Regions from separate parts of the Sus scrofa genome. Here region 1 is linked to region 2. A link is a contact called in public HiChIP or PLAC-seq data. All regions are on one chromosome and are shown on one strand. Each heading gives the region's core, a stretch centred on a gene start, on an enhancer-like site or on the middle of the called end of the contact. The rest is flanking DNA. Distances are from core to core; before and after follow the strand shown.

Region 1 (3,007 bases), core at 369-2,868, 480 kb before region 2:
AGGCGGCCCTCCTGGGCCGTGAAGAAGAGCACAGCCCCTCAAGGTCGACCCACAATCAGCGGTTATGGGCAGGAGCTGGCAGGCTTGGCCGGCAGGGAGGGCGCAGAGCCAGAGATGGCAGTTGGATCAGAGTTGCCCTCCTTCTGTTAGGGGTTCTGTCTGAGTCCCTGCAGTCCTGCCAGCCCTTCTATTCCTGCAGGAAGAGGTGCAGGCCTGTCCCGCAGAGGCTTTTCTTAGCCCCGGGGATGGGGTGGGGGCAGTAACTTCCACTGGGCTTGCCAGCCTAGCCAGGTTGGAAAAGGGGAGTGACTTCAAGTTCCCTCTGGTTGAGGGAAGAACTGAGCAGGTGACCCTGAACTATGAACAGTTCTCCTGCGAGCAGCCCCACAGCGAGGCTTCCTTAAAGCCCCTAAGTTGGCCAAAAACTTGAGTTTTCCCCTGTCTGTGACTCTTTGCTTTACATATGCGATAGTTCAAAACTTTTCAGAAATGGGAAGTGGGAACAGAAGGTTCTGGAAATCCCCCAAGCTTTTCTGATGTTGGAGCCACTGTGGAAGCTGTCTGGGGCAGGCACGGAGATGGGGATACGAAGGATGACAAAGGAAGGGAGTTTCCTTTGGAAGGTACCCTTTCTTCAGGCTGGTTACTTCTTGAGAAAGCCAGAAAACAAAGGTCATAGTGATGCTCAAATTCAATGGCGCCTCTATTAAAAAAAAAAAAAAAAAGATGTGCACCTTTTTTCAGTTTGAAAAATCTTAACATGCACAAGATTAAAGAGAATAGAGAACACACATGTCCCCCTCCCCCAGCTTCACAAATTTCCAACATTTTTTCCAGCTTGTTTCATCTCTCTCCCACCCCCCCACCTCCCTTTTTTTAGGAGTAGAAGCTGCTCAACTTATTTTAGGAGGCTAGTAAGCCCTTCTAATGATCTAAGATAAGGATCGAAGAGTTTAGGGAGCTTGGAGAGAATCTGGAAATGCCTTGGTCTGACTTTCTTAGCTTACAGGTGGAAAAACTGAGGCCCCAGTGTGGAAAATAGGCCCGGAAACCAGACCTGGGAACTCCCAGCATCAGGACTCTTAGCTCCAGGCGATGCAAAGCTACTGAATGTCACAGCAAAGTGTGTGGTGAAGGAGTAAAGGAGGGAACGTGTTAGGAGAAACCTGAACCAGAAAGACCCCAGAGTCACTAGAGCACATTGAAGCGGCTCAGAGGACGCAGAACTTTTGAGTTGGTGAAAGACCCTTATTTTGACTAGTGCATTTGATCCCCACAGCATCTATGCATGGCAGGTGTTATCATGATGAACCCGTAGGGAATTCTGGAAGGTGAAGGGATTTACCTTAGCGGCAGAGCTAGGACTAGCACCCGGGTCTCAGAATGTCTTTTCCAGCGCATGGCCTTACTCTCAGCTGGGCTGTGTTCCTGCTGGAAAGTGGGGTGCCATACAGCTGGGCCCCTGCTCTCTGGACCCTTGTGGCCTTGGACTCCCAAGCACTAATTACAGCTGTACCCTGAAAAAGAAAAACCACAGACACAGTGGCTTTGTGACGAGAGGAAATCTGGTCTGGTTTATAAGATCCGGTCACAGCTGACGCTGTTGTGACTTCCGACTCAGGCCAGGGTGCAGGGGTTTCCCCATGGAGCAGGAACCTCTTCCTGCCTCCTGGTGTGGTTCAAGGCAGCATAGGCAGAGTGAGGGGAAGAGTATTCCAGAAGCCTTGGGGCATGAAGGACGATAACGCTTGATCTTGGTCTGGACTGAGTCTTTTCCCTCCCTGTCCACTGGGCAGCGTCTTGAGGGGCAAGGAAGGGGCAGCACCGTGGCACTTTGGGTAAAGGGAGGACCCTTTCTGGGGATGAGGAAGCCAAGCTGGCCTTGTCCATATTGTGCTGAAAAATACTACATTCACTTGTGCTCGAAGCTGAACTTTCAAAGTCTTGCCAGCAAAGGAGGGGCTGCTGCTTCCCTACCCTGCTCTTAGCTGGGGGAGAGGGGGCAGTGGGGAGTGGGTGGAGGACCCCTTCATGAGGGTCAAAGTCCTATTTGAGGTCCTTTCAGGCTGCTCTTCTGGAGCAGGGAGGTGAGTAGTTCTCAAAACATACCTAATATTGCTATTATTTGATTGGGAGACATCTCTGATATTACAGATTCGGAGAGTGGCCAGGCTGGCTTTTTCCACTCTTGCCAGCTGGCTGCCGAACACAGAATATAGATTCTCCCTTCCTGTCTGCCTCAGGTCTAGATTGATATAACTGAAAAGTCCAGTAGTATAGCTGGTGCAGGTCTGGCTGGATCCAGGAGCTGGAATGCTGTCATCAAGACTCTGTCTCTCTGTAAAGCTCAAACAGCCTTTCTCCACTCATTCAAGTGTTCAGTCACCAAATATTGAAGGATTGCTCACTATGTTCCAGGTGCTGAAGTTACAGTGGTGAAAAGAGAGGCTTCTGCCCTCTGGATGCTTACGTCCTAGTGGGAAAGACAGACAATAGAAACATAAGCAAACAAATAAGTAAGAGCTATGAAGTAAATAAGGTGAGGAAGAGAACCATGCAAATACCTGGAGGAGAGGATTCCAAGTAGCGTGAAACCTCGAATACAGAGGCCCTGAGGGGCACGGTGGGTACCGTTGTGTACCAGGAAAAGCAAGATGACCAGTGTGGTCAGAGTGGGGTGAGCAATAGGAGGGAGGGCCGGAACTGGGTGGAAGGGGCCAGGGCCCAGACAGCCTGGCTCTTGTAGGTAGGGTAAAGTTTGAAATCTTTTTCCAGAGTTAAAGGAAGCCATAAGAGGGTTTCAAACAGGACATAATCATAAAATATAATACATAAGTATTTTAAATCATGACCCTACATAAAATGGGTAAAGTTCCAGCTTCTTAAAACAAACTATTTGGTAAATAAACTTTATTTTTTTAATAATGGTTTTTATTTTCTGATTATAGCTGGTTTGCAGTGTTCTGTCAATTTTCTGCTCTACAGCAAGGTGACCCAGTCACACATC
Region 2 (3,142 bases), core at 110-2,609:
GAGACACCTGAGCTGCCCCCTTTCCTCCATCTCATGCCAACATCCTGTCCCACGTCTAGCACCTGCTGTCGCCCAGGCCTTCATTCCGTAACCCCTGGTAAATGCCTTGAGCCTCACCTCATCAGGGCCACACTGACAGAAGTACTTGGTTCTTTATATTCTTCAAGAACCCAAAAGCAGGGTCACATGAGCTGGCCTCAGAGCAGGGTCAGGGAAACCTTTAATCATCCTCTGACCACCACTGGGGCAGCCCTGGGCCTTCGACCTCTGTCAGAAGCCTTCGCCTCCACTAGCATCTGCCCAGCCTCTCAGGAAGCCCAGAGCACCTCAAGCTTGGCTTCCCTAAGCAGCACCCCTGGCCCGTGTCCTCTGCTAGGAGACTGGTCATGCTGGAACTCAGGCCAAAGACAGTGCCTCTGGCCTGCAGCCCTGGCCTGGGCCTTGGTCACTCTGAGTGCTGTTTTTTCTCTCTGGTACTAATCCTGATGCCAGAACACATGGCCTCTGGCACAGCTCTGGGCAAGACGGAGCCTCAGGGCAAGAAAGAAGACAGCTGCAGGCAGAAAGCAAACTAAGATAAGGGCCGGTGCGTGAGGAAAGTAAAAGATAAGCTCTGAATATCTGCATCTGCTGCCCGCCCTCCCCACCGCCACCCCGGGTCTTTCGTCCTCTCTCCTCTCCTGATGCTGGCAGGCAATCACCCACATTATCACTTTTCAGCCAAAAACGCTCCCTCTGAAGACGTCCTGACCCTCCTGGAAGAATTGATCAGTGCCTCCCCTGAGAACCTTCACCCTCAAATCACAGCTCTGATCCATGTCCTGTGGCTCCATGATTGACAGGGGGGTCACGTTCTAGGTAGGGCTTCAGACGGCCAGGACACGCCCTCCAACCTCCTCAAACCCCACCTCGGATAGCATGCAGACTGAGCTCGTGCCTGCTGGAGGCGAGCCTGTGCTCTCAGAGGCAGAGGTGGAACACCGCTCACTCAGGCAGAGGGGTCAGAGGGACAGGAACTGAAGGAAACAGCTCTTGTGAGGCTGGGCAGGAACAAGGATGAGGTTCCCAGATACAGAAGGTTGTGGGGGGGGGTACAATCCCCCTTTCCTGAGACAAAACCAAACTAATTCTAAGGCTCTAAGAAAGAATGTCCCTATCATCCTAATCCATGAAGCCTTTTCCTACCGATTTCTCTTCCATGGCTTAGACAGGGAAGTCCTTCAGCTCAGCTTCTGGAAACTTACACAATCTCCAAAACAGAAGCTATTTCATCAATGACCAGCAGACGGACAGGTTGTGAAAGAGCTTCTCCATAAGACACACTCTGGGCCAGACCTTCCATCAGCCGTCACGTTGCCAAGTTCATACCTAGTGCTGTCCAACAGAACTCTCCACGCATGGGCACTTGTGACTACTGAGCACTAGAAATGTTGGCAGAGAGCAAACAAGTAAGTGAATTTTTAATTTAATTTGAATTCAATGTAAATAGCCTTTTGTAATAGTGGTGATGGACTGGACAGCGCAACACTAAGCTCCGACTGCTCAGAGAAGGAAGCCACCAAGCCACAGAGGCATGGAGTCTGTGGTCAGTCACCTTGGAAGGCAGCCCAGAAGCTAATCTGGCCTCGCTGGAGACACAGATGCTCTGGCTTTGGGTTTGGAACAGGTGCTGCCACAGATGGCCATTCCTGTTCTTGCGGGTTTCCCTGGGTCCTGCCACCAGTCACTTGACAAATATCTGCTGAGCTCCTATTCTACACCACACCCCATGCATGGGGGCGCTGGGGATACAGGGGTAAATAACACAGAGCCCTAGCCGCAAGGCCTGCATCTGGGACCATGAAGAGCAGGAGGGGAGACTGACAGAGGAGGCTAGGGTCAGATTATCATTAACTGTGAGAGCCATGGGTGACAGAGATGACTATCGGTCCTCCAAAACTATCACTGTTTCTCCTCCAGGGTGCAGAGGTGTTGCTGGGAGTCAAGTGCCCAATAGGACTGTATTTGCCAGCCCTCCTTTCAAGCAGACTGTCCACATGCCTATTTCTCAACAATGAGATGTGAGTGGAGGTGATGGTGCGCCTTCGGCACCAGGGCTTTGAAGAAGCAGGTGGGGCTTTTCATTCTCTCCTTCTTTTCATGGCTACAGGCAAGGGACTCTGAAGCCCTAAGGGACAGCAGAAAGAGGACAGGAAAGGAGCCTGCTTCCTGAGTCACTCCATGGAGGAGAGCCCTCCACCCCTACCCCTGCTGTTCAGATTATTATTTGAGTGAGAGAGAGAGAAAAAAAAAAATTTCCATTGTGTTAAGCCATTGGATTGGGGGTTTATTTGTTACAGCAACTTATGTTATCCTTACTAATACACCTTCCAAAATAGGACTGTGGTCTCTCTGATGTAGATAACATCAGATAAGCAGAGAGGAAAATACTACATGTACTTTTTTTTTTTTTTTTTGTCTTTTTAGGGCTGCACCCGAGGCATATGGAAGTTCCCAGGCTAGGGATCGAATCAGCTGTGCCATAGCCACAGCCATGCCAGATCCAAGCCGCGTCTGCAACCTACACCACAGCGCACGGCAATGCCAGATCCTTAACCCACTAAGCAAGGCCTGAAATTGAACCTGCATCCTCATGGATGCTAGTTGGATTCGTTTCCACTGAGCCAAGAGAGGAACTCAGTACGTGTACTTTGAAAGGGGTGCTATGTCAAAGACTGACTGGCAACACAGACATATACCAGAAAGTACTGCAGGGATCCAGGTAAAGAATGGAGAGGATGATGGGAGAGAGAGAGAACACAGTGTCCTTACGGACTGGATGTGAAAAGAGGGCAGAGCCAACACTGAGACCTCACAGTGACGGGGAGGACAGAGGAGGAGAAGCAGGCCGGGGGACGGGGACGGGGGGCTGGGGTTCAGCTCAGCCTGTGACTGTTAATGTCCACTCACCTGGGTGAGAGCTGTGACCCTGTTCCCCATGTCTGGGAGAATAGGAGGCTCGTCGCCCACTTGAAAATCAAAGTAGACGGTCTTATGAGAGAAGGTGGAAAACTCATTACTGAAGCAAAACTGATAGACGCCCTTGACCTCAGCCCGGTGCGTGAAGCTGTCATACTGCTTCTTGGTTTCCCTGTAGATGGTG

The links. HiChIP or PLAC-seq counts read pairs in DNA pulled down with a chosen protein or histone mark.
Region 1: an H3K27ac HiChIP or PLAC-seq map of alveolar macrophages shows a contact between it and region 2. The contact joins two enhancer-like sites. A contact is called at or near these places in 1 of 47 Hi-C or Micro-C datasets (embryonic fibroblasts) and 1 of 2 datasets of contacts at active chromatin or transcription factors (alveolar macrophages).

Annotation. Positions count from the first base shown.
Region 1 is chr7:48,914,637-48,917,643 of Sscrofa11.1, reverse strand. No RefSeq gene overlaps it. Among named protein-coding and RNA genes, the nearest start is that of BCL2A1, 18 kb to the right of the region's middle. Within about 2 kb of position 1,618, at least 13 of the 83 cell types and tissues checked have an H3K27ac peak or open chromatin away from gene starts, as enhancers often do. A contact at or near this core is called in alveolar macrophages, where this site is marked.
Region 2 is chr7:48,433,703-48,436,844 of Sscrofa11.1, reverse strand. It overlaps TMED3 (transmembrane p24 trafficking protein 3), which reads right to left. Exons shown (of 3, transcript NM_001204363.1): 2 at 2,950-3,142. Among named protein-coding and RNA genes, the nearest start is that of TMED3, 3.6 kb to the right of the region's middle. Within about 2 kb of position 1,359, at least 8 of the 83 cell types and tissues checked have an H3K27ac peak or open chromatin away from gene starts, as enhancers often do. A contact at or near this core is called in alveolar macrophages, where this site is marked.